2 separate regions of the Gossypium hirsutum genome follow, and region 2 is linked to region 1. The links are chromatin contacts, called in public Hi-C maps. All regions are on one chromosome and are shown on one strand. Each heading gives the region's core, a stretch centred on a gene start, on an enhancer-like site or on the middle of the called end of the contact. The rest is flanking DNA. Distances are from core to core; before and after follow the strand shown. Region 1 holds the start of LOC107962512. Region 2 holds the start of LOC107962519 (long chain acyl-CoA synthetase 9, chloroplastic).

The links. A called contact is a pair of places that touch in the nucleus more often than the background predicts.
Region 2: a Hi-C map of leaf shows a contact between it and region 1, with 6 times the contacts expected there. The contact joins the promoter of LOC107962519 here to the promoter of LOC107962512 in region 1. A contact is called at or near these places in 5 of 34 Hi-C or Micro-C datasets (callus, hypocotyl and leaf).

What each region holds. Positions count from the first base shown.
Region 1 is chrA06:7,303,053-7,311,004 of Gossypium_hirsutum_v2.1, reverse strand. It overlaps LOC107962512, which reads left to right and starts at 2,827. Exons shown (of 3, transcript XR_001701654.2): 1 at 2,827-3,210; 2 at 3,362-3,479; 3 at 4,561-4,800. It also overlaps the pseudogene LOC107963239.
Region 2 is chrA06:7,477,669-7,485,620 of Gossypium_hirsutum_v2.1, reverse strand. It overlaps LOC107962519 (long chain acyl-CoA synthetase 9, chloroplastic), which reads right to left and starts at 3,222. Exons shown (of 12, transcript XM_041115006.1): 1 at 2,527-3,222; 2 at 1,280-1,774; 3 at 1,099-1,179; 4 at 450-704; 5 at 160-291; 6 at 1-34. The coding sequence starts at 1,726.

The DNA of each region.
Region 1 (7,952 bases), core at 1,578-4,077:
AACAAATCGCATTAGAAAGAAATCAGAAAAAAAATATTGTCCAAGTACTCAGAAAGGAACACAAGTACTGCAAAAGATGCATACCACAATAATATAATGCCTCTAAAATGTCATGTGAATTTTAATAGCTTGTAGACGCATATTGTAATAATTCAATGCTATCATAAGAGTATAAGAACTTTAATTATGTTCTTAGACAATGCAGAATAAAAGTATGCGTCAATATTCATATGAAGCAATTGATTTGAACATTTTCTCCCTTCATTGTTCTTCAGTTGCTCATTGAATAAAATGCTAATCACAAAGATGAGAGACCAATTGGAGAATTAGAACAGAAAAATTAGTGCAAATCTAATTCAGAAAGCAAATTGGTCAGCCTCTATAATTCCTAGAGGTTTAACATTACATAGTCAGAGAATGAATTCAAAACTGAGTAGTTACTTACTTCTGCAAGACAAAAACTCTAAATGCAATTTGTTATCACAGCAGTTGACACAGCAAGATAGTAACAAACCATTAATAATAGTCCCTTCATGAAATGACTATATCCATGCTACAGTACACAGTCCCTTCCACCCAACCAGATCCCCCTTTAACTTTATCAAACATCAAGTCACATAGAACAGTTTGCATCCAGAATTGGACATGAGATTGTATCCCACTATTTCCAATAAAAATGTTACTGAAAGTTAGTTACCTCGACAACAACATGCATTTAATCAGAAAGAAAGGTATCCATTTCCAGAGAAAATTTTTCCACACTAAACTTCACCTAATTTAAAACCTAAAGCCCAAAATGCTTTAATAAATTTCCAAAACAAGAAGACAGACAAAATACCAGTTTTGCTGCCTCCACAGAATTAGCACTTCTTACATCACAGGCAGAGGAGGAACAGGGGTCACTATCAGAAGTTCCCCTGTGACTGAGATCCAATTTAATCTTCTTATCCTCACTTGCTTCCAATGAACTGAATATGTCAACTAAACTATCAGATTTCACATCATTTATAGAAGCTGAGTCAAGTTTAAACACCTCCAGCAAACATTCCCTGGCAACTTCAAGGCCTTCAAAATCAACCCCTGGGGCAGGTTCAACTATTTAACAGAAAACACACCCATTAGTAGAAATGTTTTAACAGGTTGAGTAAACACAGTAAATCAAGTAGAAAATAATCAAATACGATTAAACCACAACAAGGAGATATAATAGTGACACACAATCTAAACAAAATAAGATCCAGAAACAAATTCATATGCTTGAGGCAAACCTCAAATCAACCCACTTCACAACCCTAAGCCCTCCATCGCCCTAACCCCGCAAACAATAAATAAAGAGAGGTGGAAGAAAAGGAGAAACTTTATATAATCTCAGTGCCAGCAACCATCATTATCTGATGACATCTATGATCTCAAAAGTCTTGTAACTTAACAGACATGATACCAATCACGCATTTCAAAAGTACCCTTCCACAATTACTCTCAAAGAATTTGCACACGAATACCAATCCACTTGTTTCCTTACAACCTATTGAGGTTGCATCCTAAGACAATTTGACTAGTTAACAAATAGCACCATCAGCTCATGGTTACAGAAACTCCAGTGGCTGCTCCAAGGATAAAACTTCAAATGTTATAACTTTTTTTCCAGATAATTTAAAGATCAATGACCAACCAAATCCTATATCACCGATGCCACACCATTGACACACTATCATATTCACATTCATCACACAACCTACTTCTCAACAATCACTGCCTAATTTTGCTTTCTCAGAAGCCAAAATCAATCGAAACATAGCAAAATAAAGAAACAAAAAAGGAATTAGTGAGAAACGCTAAGCTAAGCTAATTGAATGACAAAATATGAGAAAAGTACAGGATAAAAAAATGAGAGATGAGAGAAAGAGTACCGGAGTTGAGGAAATCTAAGAAGGAACGAACGATGCGACGAGAGAGTGGAGAATCAGTCTTCAAATTACCCATCCAAAATTTGCAAACAAAATATTTGGGGACTTCAATTCACTTCAGTTCTAATTTAGCAACAAAAGAAGAAGAAGAAGAAGAAGAAGAAAAGCAAGCTAAACAGTTCAATTATACTGTGTTTGGATGCTGGGTTAACACTATTCTATTCTTTACTTTGCTTACAAGAACCAAGTTGGGCACCCACGAATTTTCTTCCCCTGTTGTTTATCGTTTGGAAGTGGAGTAAGCACATCTATCTTTCTATTCGGAATTTGTTCTACTCGTCTATACAGTAGGCCCTGTTTGATAAATTGATTTTTTTCACTATAAAATTTATTCTTTTTATAAAAAAATAATAAATAGATAAGAACATACAATAAAATTAAATTTTTTTATTATTTTATTTTATTTCATCTAATTTTAAATAATACTCTAGAAAGATTTATAATTTAAATTCAATATTTAATTTTTTTTATACACTTATTAAATGAATTAACACATATCATCATGACCAAAGAGTTTACCAATGACCATACATTAGATGGCTAAAACATTATTTATAAATCATATCATATCATAAATATATATAATATATTCATTAAATTGCTCTACATTTAATTTTCGTACCATATTTTAATAAAAAAAGCTTAATTTAATATATAATTTAACAGCTATTATCAAATTAATATTTAAATTCTAAAATTCAAAAATTATATAGATTTAAAATAATCAAATTAAAATATAAACAATAAGGATTAACATAGAATTTAAGCTTAAAAAATAATAACTTGGAAAAGAAAATTTTGATGTGAGTTCCTACGAATGGAGATATTTATAGCTCAGGCCCAAGACCAAGCCCAGCCCCGTTTTTGCGAAACTTGTCCTTGCTTCTTTTTCATGGAAAAGTTAAAATCTCTGGAAGTTGGAAAACCTCAAAACCCAAAAGGGAAATGGAGTTTGCCAACAAATTGGTGGGGCTAGCAAGCAGAGCAGCCAACAACAACGTGGTGATCGATGTGTGCTTGGTCACATCATTTGCGGTATTAGGCATTCGATCTCTGAACCAGCAAAATGTTATTGAATCCTTGGAAGCCCAGAAAGATTCCTTGACCAAATCTAACAAAGCCCTCAAAAAGGTTATGTGGGATTGGAAGCAGCAGCTCTTCGCCGAAGCGTCCTCCCCTTCTCCTCTTGTCCCTCTCGATTCCCTCAAAGCTATCTACGGTGAATCCCCAACTCCTCCAACCGGTAACTTCCTTTCCTCTACGGTTTATTAGGGTTTATTTGGGTCAGTGTTTCAATTGAAAAATATCTCATGGATCTGCACTAATCATTAATATGAAGCACTTTAAATCGCATTTTGTTGACCTTTTTTGTGTTTTTTTTCTTTTTTTGCCAGGAGATTCTGCAAAAGGTGTAAAATCACCACCAGCGAAGTTCGTTGTTTGAACTCTGAATTGGATTTTAGTAATCTTTGCGAGGAAGCTAGAACTTTTGGGTATTTGCATAGTTGAGAGGTGAATATCTTCTTCTTTGAGATCAAATTTCTGATAATAAATAGTTCTGTGATCAACTGCAGTAATTTTGTAGAATCAAATCAACCAATCAACAGATTTAGAGAAGAGTGGAATTTTCCTGCCTTAGCCTCTTAAAAATCGAAGCAATAAATGTTGTAGTATTCATATATACTGAAAGCTCGAAAGAATTGTCTTTGTCGTAAAGAAATAAAGAGTCGAAGAGCTTGTGTTCTTGGTAAAGAAAACAAATGAAGACTAAAGCATCTGTAAAAATTCCCATGGGGAAGATAAACTCTAGCAGGAAAAGACTTCATGTCTTGTAAAGCAAAAGCAAGGAAGTAAAAAGAGAACATGGGTTTAAAAGAGTAAAAGTAATAAACTAGGAGACCTAAGAGAGTTAGCAAGGTAAGGAGAACAAGAACAAGAATCAGAGGTCTTTTGGGTTGGGGGTATAACATGAAGTAAAGTAAGCAAATCACACCCTTGTTAGCCACATGAGTGAGTGCCCAAATCATTGCATGCTTAGAATGTGAGCTCTCATCCACTGCAGGCACTCTCTTCCTTAACACCAACCCATTATCAACCCCGTTGCCATACATGTTAGGCCCTTCCATCTGAGTTAAAACTTGTCTCAAACCCACCACAACTGCTCCCACCAACGTTGTTATACTTGCTGTTCCCTCCTCCCCACCTCCGAGATTTTGATTTCCAACCTTCATTTCCACTTAATTGCCTCAAAAATGACCCTAAATTTGGTTGCCAAAAACACTTAATACACTAACTAGAAACCAAGGGAAAGAGAAAGAGGATAGAAGAGAGAAAAAAAAAGAAATGGAGGGTTATGTTGAGGGCCTTGGCGGGGGTGCTTCTGGGAAGTCGTGGGCTTTACTATTAAGAGATGACTGATACTGTAGTAACAGGCCAACGGGGGCCTAAAATGAACTGAATACTCAAAAAAAAAAAGGGGGGATAGAGAGAGACAAAAAGAATGATGGATGGGAGGAGGGAGGGGTTAAAGTGGGGGGTGTTGGGAGGCAACTGTGATGATGCAAAACCATGATAATTTTTATCTTTGTTGCAGATGAAAGTCACGGGAATCGCTGGCTATTTCGTGGCCTTTTGTTCTAAAAAAATAATTTGCTAATGCCAGGTTCATGATGCTGAAAAACAGATTTCTTTAGTTATATTATATGTTTATTTATATGGTCTAATTCGTAATTATGCCGTCAGTCCATGTATTCTTTGAAATTTAGGCCTTATTTGATTTAAGGTTAAAATCTGTCACTCTTCATAAATTTAAAATTTAGTCCATTTACTTTTATTTTTAAGAATTTAGTCCTACTTTTAGATTTCAAGGTTCAATTTCAATTGTCATTATTGTTAGAATTATTTTGTTAAATTCAAATTCATCACAATATTTTTTTTGGTTACATGTTTACCAAGTAAATATTTTTTTTAAAAATGTCACATTAACAAATTTAACAAAAAATTTTAAACACTCAATTTGAATTTTGAAATCTGAAAAGTACAGTGGTTAAATTTTTGTGAAGAGTAAGAGACTTATAACATATTTTAACCTTGATTTAATATTATTTTTAACTAATTTTTATTAAATTTGAAATGTAATATATATTTCTAATTTTTAAATCAGATCTTTAAATTTAAAATTGTTGTATATTCAAATTTAATGAGAATCCATAGAAAGTGCTATCAATTGAATTTTAATTTCAATTTTTTCAAATGTCTTTTTTTCGGGGAGGGGCATCTACGTCGTGGCTTGGAGCTTCGTTGCCGATGATGAGTTGTGTGAGGAGGAGGTAGTGACAGGGACTTCTATGAACCTTTTCCTTCAGATTTCACTGCCCTTCTCTGTTTTTAAGCTCAAAATTTCCATTTATTCATCTCTGAACACCCAATTTTCAAGCCTTCTTTGTACATACTCTTTTTAATTTATTTATTTAAATTCAAGCCTTCTTTGTACATAGACTCTTCTTAATTTATTTATTTAAAGCCAAATAAAAATTTTAAAGGGAAAAAATGGGTTTTTTTTTTTCAAAGGAAGAGCAATAATAAAAAATAATAATAATTTGGAGAGCTTTCAAAAATCCAGCAATTTGAAATTTTAACTTTGAATCAATTAGATCAAGCAATATATTACACATTTCAACCAACATTTGATAGTTTTGCTTCAAATTCCAAGAGGAACTTGAAAAAAAAAGTGGGCTTAGTTTTGAAAATGGATCCATTTGGATGATTTTGTTTTTCACAATTGTTGTTAGATATTGTGCAACTACTTTGAAATTCTCTTCTCTCTTTTTTTTTTCCTTCCAATTTTAAAGCATTTTGGGTTTTTTTAGTGTTCATCTGTTTGAGATCAATTCCTTGTTTAAACTCCATGCTTGAGATAAAATCTATTATTCATTTGTTTATAGAATTTTTTATTAATAATAATTATTGGTAACTTAGACTTAAATCCTTAAACTTTTAAGTTAAAAAGTCAAAGTCAACAAATATACCTGAGTCATCTCATGATTGACCCGTGTATTAAAACCGTTTGGATTGGTTAATAAAATTAAACTTCATATACCAAATGGTTAAAAATTAGATTGGTTGACAAAATTAAACTTTTATATAAATTAAACATTTTAACAATAAAGATAGCACATTAGAATAAACTCCCAAATAGCATTCATGCCATTCCCTTCTCTTTTTTTTTTAAAGATAATTGAATGACAATGTTTGCCAAATTCAGACACCTTCCAATTAATATCATGCAAGCCCACGAAATGTGAAATGAGGGCCTCTGATGAGCCTAAGAGAATAGGTAAAAAGAGAGCCCGAATTCACCTGAGCACAAAAACTACATTGGAATTTAAGGGGAAACATTCTTGAAGCTAGACTTGGTGTTTGGAATTTCTTTAGTCACATTTCTAGAATCAATGAGTAACTTGGTTCAAAGGAAAGAAAATTAGAAAGATGGAAAATTAAAGGGGTAAAAAATTAGTACAATGAAAAATATAATTTTTCTTTTCATACGTGTTTTTAGTAGGAAATATATAAATTTTGAATTAGCATACATTTCTCTTCTATTTTCTCGTCTCATTTTTCCAATTTGAAAGGATTGGTTTTTATATATTAGGATGGAAAATAATCACTTTTCTTATTTTCTTTCTTATCACTTTTCTTCCTAACCAAGTATATTCAGAATTTATTTTCTTTCCACTTTTCCACCCAACCAAACACGCCCTTAATATTTCACATTTCTAAAGTGTAAGATGAGTTTAAGATAATTAAGTTGAAATTTTTATCAAAAGGAAAAGCAGGAAGATCAGCCAATCTTATCCTAATTTGAAGCTTTTAGAGAAATTATTATTTTTATTTAATCAATGGTAAAGGAAAGAAATTGTTCAAGGTTTAAACTCATGATTCGATGTCAACAAGAACTTAAATAACACAAATCATTTGTCACTGTATCAATAACTAATTAATGAGAAAGAGTAAATACCAAAAAAAAATGTTAGCACATTTACACCAACTAGTTTGATAAGGAAAGTCTTTAGAGAGCCACCTATCTAAGTCATTGATATCAAAGATGGGGAAGTTGAATCTAATCGTCTCACTCATTTTGAATTAGTTTTCCACAGATGGGAGAGAAGGATATATTATTACCCTAACTGTTGTATATCGTGCTTGACGCTCTATGTCCCTTCTATGTTGGTATTATAGTTACTAACTGCCACCTCATAGCATCGGGAATAAAAAGCAGTTATCGTTGTTGGAGCCATATTTAAGGCTATATCTACTTATTTAATCGACACCCATCTATGGAGATAGCAACAACACATAAATCAACTACCTCAATTGTCCATACATAAATCAACAACACATATTTAATATATTATCGGGCTTTTGAACCTTTGAATTGGGTTTTGGGCTTTGACCCCTGAATTTGCTTTCAATTTAGGTTTTAATTCCGAATGTAAATTTTGATGTGAAAGTCTGTTTTAATTCGATCGGTACGAATATTGTTGTCAATGTAAGAGGTCATGGGTTCTAATGTGCTGAAATACATTTTCCTCCTATTTATAGGTTAGAGAGGGACTATGAGTAATTCTAAGCTCTCAATTGATTCTACCATAGAGGCCAACGATAGACAATAACTCCTCTCTCCGACTTTTTAGTCTTAACAATGCTAAGTTTAAGAATTAGTGATTGCCCAACTTGAGAGCGGATAGCTAATGCATTCCACTTATTGAACAAGGTTCTAAGGTCGATCTGCGACCCCTGATTACCAAAGGCATCCATGGGATTGGTTCATGGATTTTCCTTCCTTTTGCCGCATTTCACTAAAATAATGCATCAAGCTGTTCACAATGGTCAACTTGATCCTCTTCTCCAAGGATCCCAAACGGGGGAACCTAGGGGAGCTACTAACTCCAACTACCGTCCATGTGCGATCTATACTAGATCTGA
Region 2 (7,952 bases), core at 1,973-4,472, 170 kb before region 1:
ATCCTATGATACCTCCAACAGCAGGAATTAAATTCTACAATAGCAAAAAGAAAGTTAAAAATGTTATCACTCTGCAGGTATACAAATTTGAAATATAATCAAAGATCAAACTCAAGTTGCTGTTAATCTTTATAATCCAATCCAAGACAACATACATACCTCAGCCGCTAATTCAAGAATATGAGCAAGCGGCAGATAAGCAAGATAAACATCCTTACTCCCAAGTCCAGGAACGATTGTCATAACTGCAGAAACCGTAGCTAGTACATTGCCATGCGTCATCATCACACCCTGTACAAATTTGATGTATTTCAATAGGGTTAACAATATGGATGCCTAATCTTAACCATTTTGCAAGACTTAAAAGATAACATCATGCTTTCCACCTATTTGCTAACATAAATCAATAAGAGAACAAAAGAACTGGAACAAAAATAGACGCTTCTAACCTTAGGCAATCCGGTACTTCCACTAGTATACATTATAACTGCAACATCAGCTGAAAGAGGTAAATCGGCATCCACGGGACTTGCACGGCCGACACTTTTGACATCAGCAAAAGAAGAGATTGTCCATCTACCATTTGCACTGGATGGAAATTCATCGTCCATACAGATCACACGTGTGACAGTGTCAAGTTGCCCGCTAATGTTGACAAGTTTTTTTAGTTCTTTGTTACCAGAAATCACTGTCGTAACTTCAGTCTGTAAGAGCAAAGATTGTATACTTAAATAAATATGAGTAATGAATGTGGAAACCATAAAAACCTTCAATAGAATTAACCCTGTGAATCATCACTTTTTCCACTTGGTTGCACATTATAAGATGCAGGGAATACTATTATGATTCGGTAACCTCATTAACCTTGGGAAAGTGCATTACCAACTTAATAACTTAACCATATATATAGAAATGTATATGTAACCTTTAATAAGCTTCCTAATATGATATTTTTCACTTCAATAAAAAGAAAATTAGCAAATCGTTGAAAAGTTATTAACTACCAACAGACCTTTTGCACTAGAACTGGTAGCAATGGAAGAAAGAAATTCTATAAAAATGCAAATATGTTCGCAGAGAGGGAAAGAGAGATGGAACCTCATTTAATGAGTGACATAAGGCCTCCTCTCCTAAAGATGCATATATGGTCACCACAGTCACATTGAGCCTAAAGCAGGCCTGAAAGAAGGATCCATATTAGTTGTATTCTCTAATCTGTGGAAAGGAAAGCATGTTACACCTCAGTTACAACTTAAAATTAACAAGCTTTGTATAAGACCTGCAATGCAATGAACCATTCTTCTCTGGTATCAGCAAAGATTGCCACACGCTCTTCCCTTTTGTGACCAAGTTGAACCAATCCAGAAGCAAAATCACACACGGTTTCAAATGTTTTCCCATAAGTCAACCATTCATAATCTCCCAAATGAAGCTTCTCAAAGGATCTTCCATCTTCAGTTACTTCAACCTCCCTCAAAATCAATTTCCTAGTTCCAAGCAATGGTTTATCTGCGTGTTGCTTACATGCCTGCTCAAAAAGTTCTGCAAGAGTAGATATACCTTCCCATGATGTTTCAACAGGGGAAGGGAATCGACTGTTTCGGATTGTATACCCCGGTTCCCCACCAACATCGACTGGCACCCCTCGCTTCTTTACCTTCTTTGAACTCCGAAGGAGAAGGGTAAAAACAATAGGAACAAGCGCACCAACGATATAACCAGTCATATTTATAGGATTTTGTCCCCCCAGAAGAATGTATCTCTTTCAGTTCTCCTGAAAAGAGAATCACATCCAATCACTATCACTAACCAAAAATGTTTTTTTTTTTTTCTCATAAGCAAACTTTGGCCAGCTGCCAGCCAAACCATGCATATGACAAAGTGCACATGCAGCTGCATAGGTAGATACAGAGACATCACTTTCTTCTAACAAGATGAATTCGACAAAGAAACCGGTTAACAGGTAACCCAGGCATTGACACAGAACAAAATCCATGTTCCTATTAATCATTATTAACTTCATAGATCAGCATTTTTTAACTAATTAAACAGAATCCTAATTTTGATATATCCACAACCATTATATACAAGAATTATACTTCAAAGGAAGTTTCCTGGGTGCTTTTAGATGTTACCACAGAGTCTTTAAAATCATTTTTTTTCCTGATTTTAAGAAACCAATCATCAAAGAAAGAGAAAAATGAGGGGTAAACAAGTGTTACCATAAATTCCACCCTCAAAACATCAAAATTCAAATGGTGTGTGACCAAGTCAAAAGAAAATTTTCAATTAAATGAATTTCCCTCAAAAGGAAGTTCCTTGGGTTAAGGAACCCAACCACAAAAAAAAAACACAAAAAGGGTAAAAAAATACAATAAAAAAATCCACCCTGAAAATATCAAGTCAAGAGCAAATCTACAATGAAATAAAGGAAAGGTAAAACTTTGAAGCAGTCATATTTAGATCAAAACAAAGGGTAATATCAAAAATAACCAAAAGGTGAAACAAGCAAAAACCCAAAAATACCTTCAAATCTCCAAGCTGAAATATGTATGGAAGCAAAGGGATGCAGTTCAAGCAATCAGCATTACCCCAAAAGCAGTAGAAAAATGGGGAGGGGGTATTGAAGTAAAACAGAAGGTGGAGGGCGTGATTTGTTTAGAGTAAAGAGATCAAATATAGAACGTTGGAGGGACAGGGTAGCTGATTAACGGCGGAAAGATCGAGACTGAATCAAGTTGGTGTTGCAGAAGTAGTTTATGACTCTGAAAAAGGGTATACTTCCTTGGCGTTTATATTAAGTTTCTTTTTTATTTTTTTATTCGTGGGTTAATTCCATAACATGTCCCTAGGTCAGATTTTATATCGATTATCAAATTATAAAAATATTATGGAAATTTCAAAGTATGAATATATATTATTAATTAGATATTTTGGTTATATAATTGTTGTTTAACATTGAAGATAAGGATTAGACTGACAGAAGTAGTTAATTGATATTTGGAGTTGAAATGAAAGACGTACTGTAGAATTAACCTGGTTGTGTGGGGTTTGTGGCGTAAAAGGGCAGAATAGATTCGGTCAGGGGAAATGACAGAGAGAGGACCAAACAGATGGCAAATGGAGGTTCAGATGTTTCAAGTTGAAGTGTTAAAGTGAAAGTGTGGTGGATGTGGTGATAGTTGCAGTGGAGTTAGATAGAGTTGTGTGGCCCAGCAGCCATCTGCAATCGAAGAACCCTCCTCTCTTCCTTTTCTTTCAATTTTCCGCATACTGAGTTTAGTATCTAAAATCCCGAAATGTACTTGAAAGGGGAAACAGAAAAGGGGGTAAGCTATACGAGTTTAGTGTAAGATCAAACTAACTAGCTATCGAAATAGAAATAGATACAGTAAACCTGAAAATAGTTCAGCAGCGGAACATACTTACAGAGCGACTATAACAAAATAGACCATATGTAACTTTATAGTCATATGTCTCTGTTAGACACAATATCAGAAATTCTTAGAAGTTACAAACTGGTCTAAGCCCTTTTTCCAGAATCAGAATCGGTTGGGCTTTAGCCCATCACACAAGGTTTCTTTAAATATGAGTGCCTTTCAGTCAAATAGTAAAATCAAACTTTTCAGTCAATCAGACAGTCAAATAATTCAATTAGACAGTCAAATAGATATTGCAGTCACAGCATCACACAGACGCATATGAGTGCAAATGAATTATAAAATAACCCACCCATTCAACCAACACACCATCTTCGTCCAACCCGACACATCCTATGGGGATTTAATCAATCTACCCATCCCTGCACTCCGAGTAGAACCTCGAAAAGCCTATACAACCTTATACTCCACAGAACATCATCCCGAGTTTCCCGACAACGATGATCATCAATATTGTCCTCGACCCAGGGAATTGGGACTGCCCACGACCCTCTGAGTATTAGGGCTATTAGTAAGCTGTACGGTGTCATGCGGAAGACCGCGATACAGACATGCAGTATAACTGCCAGATCAGATGTGCTACGCAGCAAGGCTAGCGTATAAGCTGTACTGTGTAATGCAGTGAACTACGATACAGACGTGCAATAAAACTGCCAGATCAGATAATGGTACGTAGCGTAGCTAACGTACATGCGGTACAGTGTAAGGCGGTAAACCGCTATACCGTTATCAGTAATGTCCACGACTCTCAGGGTATTAGGACCGTCCATGACCCTCTGGGTATTATTAAGGGGCTTTCAGAATGCAGACAAACTGCCAAATCTTAAATCTCCCTTCTCTTCAACATCCCACCCAAAAAGATTTATGCATATGTATGTATGTATGCAGTCAAATGTACACAATTCAGAATATAAATTCAGACAGTCAATCAAAAGCAGACACACACATCCGGTCAATCAGTTACTGAATCAAACATGTGTACCTTCGTATCTCGAATCCAGTATCAACTTATCTTACAACCAATCACAAATGCACACATATCAAGCCTAAATCAAAGTCATAATTACCCCTAATAAGGCTTAGTCGGGGGTTGGAACACACCGAGTCGCATTTGTACTTGCATTTGACCTAAAACCTAAAGTTTGGCGAGATAGGGCCACATGCCCGTGTGCTCTGGTCGTGCAGAGCACTCCAGGCCGTATGGGGGTCCAAACGCTCGTGTGAAGGGTAGCACACGGCAGTGTGACAGAAGCACACGTCCATGTGGTGTAGAGGCACGGTCGTGTGATCAGACCGTGTAAGACACTGTCCTATTTCACTAAGTTCAAGTGCAGAGTAGACACAACCGTATGAGGGTCTTACACGCTCGTGTGGCCACCAGACAGGATCATGTGTTCCACAACACACGCCCGTGTGGAATCCCTAATTCCCAAATTAGTCACACGACCGTGGAGCCAGGCCGTGTGACCCTAAATCTCAATCCCTAATTCCTAAACTCACACGCCCGTGTGGACCAAGGGACACGGCTGTGTGATTTCTGACAAAAATCCCCAAAACAGCCACACGGCTATGTGGCACCAAATTTGGCTGAAACCCTAATTTACCAAATCAACATGGTCGTGCGTCACGGCGCATGCCCATGTGGCCGTCGAGAAAGCCATGAAATCACCCCAGAATAGCCCCGAAAACACCACTTTGGCCACCAAACCGTCCCCCAACTTTGGTACTATCGAAACCACATCAGAAAATAGAGTATTGCACTTCCTTTCAGCCTTCAAAGTTCTGAAACTAGAGAATCAAAGTATTCTAACGAAAAGCCGAAACAACACTTGTAAAACAAAAGATAAGTAGATTAGTCAGAGTTGAGTCCCACATTTGTTTCGATGGCGAAGAAGACGACAGAGGAGCAGAAAATCAAGGTCCTTCAACCCCACAACACCACCGATTCCGAAAAGCAAAAAGAAGAACACAAGAATAAAAACCAAGAAGAAACAGAACATAAAATAACTTGCCAAGTAAAAGCAAATAAAAATAAAAATAATTAATAATAACACTAAAGACAAATAAATAAAATAATTATTTTAACTGAAATCAGAATTAACTAAAATGTTTCCTAAAATGCCCACACAGGGACTCAAACTCAGAACCTTGAGACAAACCAACACACTCACAACCACTAGACTAGTAGGCCCATTCTGCCACTAAACTGCACAACTTAACTTATGTGTGCAACCTTCCCACTATCCCTACACTCAAAACCCAAAACTTCTAGGCCCAAAATTTAGGGCGTTACAACTTACTCCTCCTTAAAGGAATTTCGTCCCCGAAATTTCCAACTAACAGAACAGTAGTATAACATGAATCACACCACTAAGCTCCCGCTGCGCACTCTGATCCCAAAACACTACCATACCAAATTTGAACTTGAAACCTCTCAAACATACCCAGAACACCTAACCACTGAAGCAGATACACATACAATACACATAATTTCTATACCCAAATCAACACATCTAAACATTTCTAACATACCTGGCTCAAAATCGCCGAGGACAATCTTGAACCCGATGATCCTTAGATCCGCACCTGAGACACGCTCCTTACTTTCTCTAACAGTCGCCCGCATGGCGCCTCTTGTAATACTCGCTAGATGGTACGCTCACACCACCACCAGCACCACCAGTACCATCACTCAGACGCGTCTTAACACACTTCGTAAAACGAGGCTCCAACCTCGGAGAGCTGCGATCTCTTTTTTCCACAATCTACGCATCTAGCTTGGAGTGTCTCACTAGAATCCCTCATTCTAGCCTCAATCACTCCCTCTAGCACTTCCCTCACTAATCGAGTCAGTGCCTCAGTACCAAACTCTGGGTTATCACCACCCAAAGTCGGCGAACTCACACTGTCCTCCAACTCCTGAACAGTCACCCATTTTGGAGGAGCAGACGACTCATCGCGATCACGCTCGCCTTCGGAAGCCATATCTAGCGTAGGGCTAACTTAGAAGGCCTACAATATCGGAACACAGAAACAGTTGTAATAACAGAGTCTATATTTCTAATTGTACAGTTTCAAATTTTACCTGGACCAGCATCGGAGTCTCAGACAGGTCATTTTCATAAATATTTCCAAAACACAATCATTTCAGCTTGCTGTGGTAAAGTTTTTCAAATTTTCTTTTTAAAACTAACACGTACGCACACGAAAATGTGAGAGCACAGGCCAAGTTTTTGCAAACCTGGCTCTGATACCACTAAATGTAACACCTAAATCCGGCCTAGAAGTCTAGATCGAATTCGAAATGCTACATTGACCACCAAAGTGATCGTGAGAAAATCTTACAGAACTAGTCATTCTTAATTTGATTTCTAAAATAATTAATATCGAGTATTAAAAAAACCAGAATAATAAAATGATTAAACCGTAAAACAGAATTATACCACAGTGTTAAAAACCTTATATTTAAAATTGAATAACCAATAAAAGTCTAAAACCACAAACTAATAACTTATTAGCCTCAAAACTATCTGAGTCTTCCGCATACCGAGTCCAGCATCCAAAATCCCCGTGTGACCATCGAAGAAGTCATGAAACCACCCTAGAATAGCCCCGAAAACACCACTTTGGCCACCAAACCTCCCCCAACTTTGGTACTATCGAAACCACATCAGAAAACGGAGTATTGCACTTTCTTTCAGCCTTTAAAGTTCTGAAACTAGAGAATCAAAGCATTCTCACGAAAAGCCGAAACAACACTTGTAAAATAAAAGATAAGTAGATTAGTCAGAATTGAGTCCCACACCTGTTTCGATGGCGAAGAAGACGACGGAGGAGCAGAAAATTAAGGTCCTTCAACCCCACAACACCACTGATTTCGAAAAGCAAAAAGAAGAACTCAAAAACAAAAACCAAGAAGAAACAGAATAGAAAATAACTTGCCAAGTAAAAGCAAATAAAAATAAAAATAAAAATAATTAATAATAACACTAAAGACAAATAAATAAATAAAATTATTTTAACTAAAATTAGAAACAACTAAAATGTTTTCTAAAACTCCCACACAGGGATTCGAACTCAGAACCCTGAGACAAACCAACACACTCACAACCACTAGACCAGCAGGCCCATTCTACCACTAAACTGCACAACTTAACTTATGTGTGCAACCTTCTCACTATCCCTACACTCAAAACCCAGAACTTCTAGGCCCAAAATTCGGGGCGTTACATAAGCATGTTATATACTAAAAGCTAAAGATTCTAATAAATATATACATAAAGGATGTGGAGTGGAGATGAGGAGGATATATATATATATAGTGGATGGATTTGAAAAGTTCCGAAATGGTTGTAAGTGATAGAATGGTTAATACATCTGAGTATATTTAAATGAATTAATAAAATAATAAGTGAATAATTATTAATCGATGTGATATTGAAATCTTTGATAAAATTTTATGAAGAATTAAATTGATTGGTACAATTTAGAAATAAAAATGAAATATACATA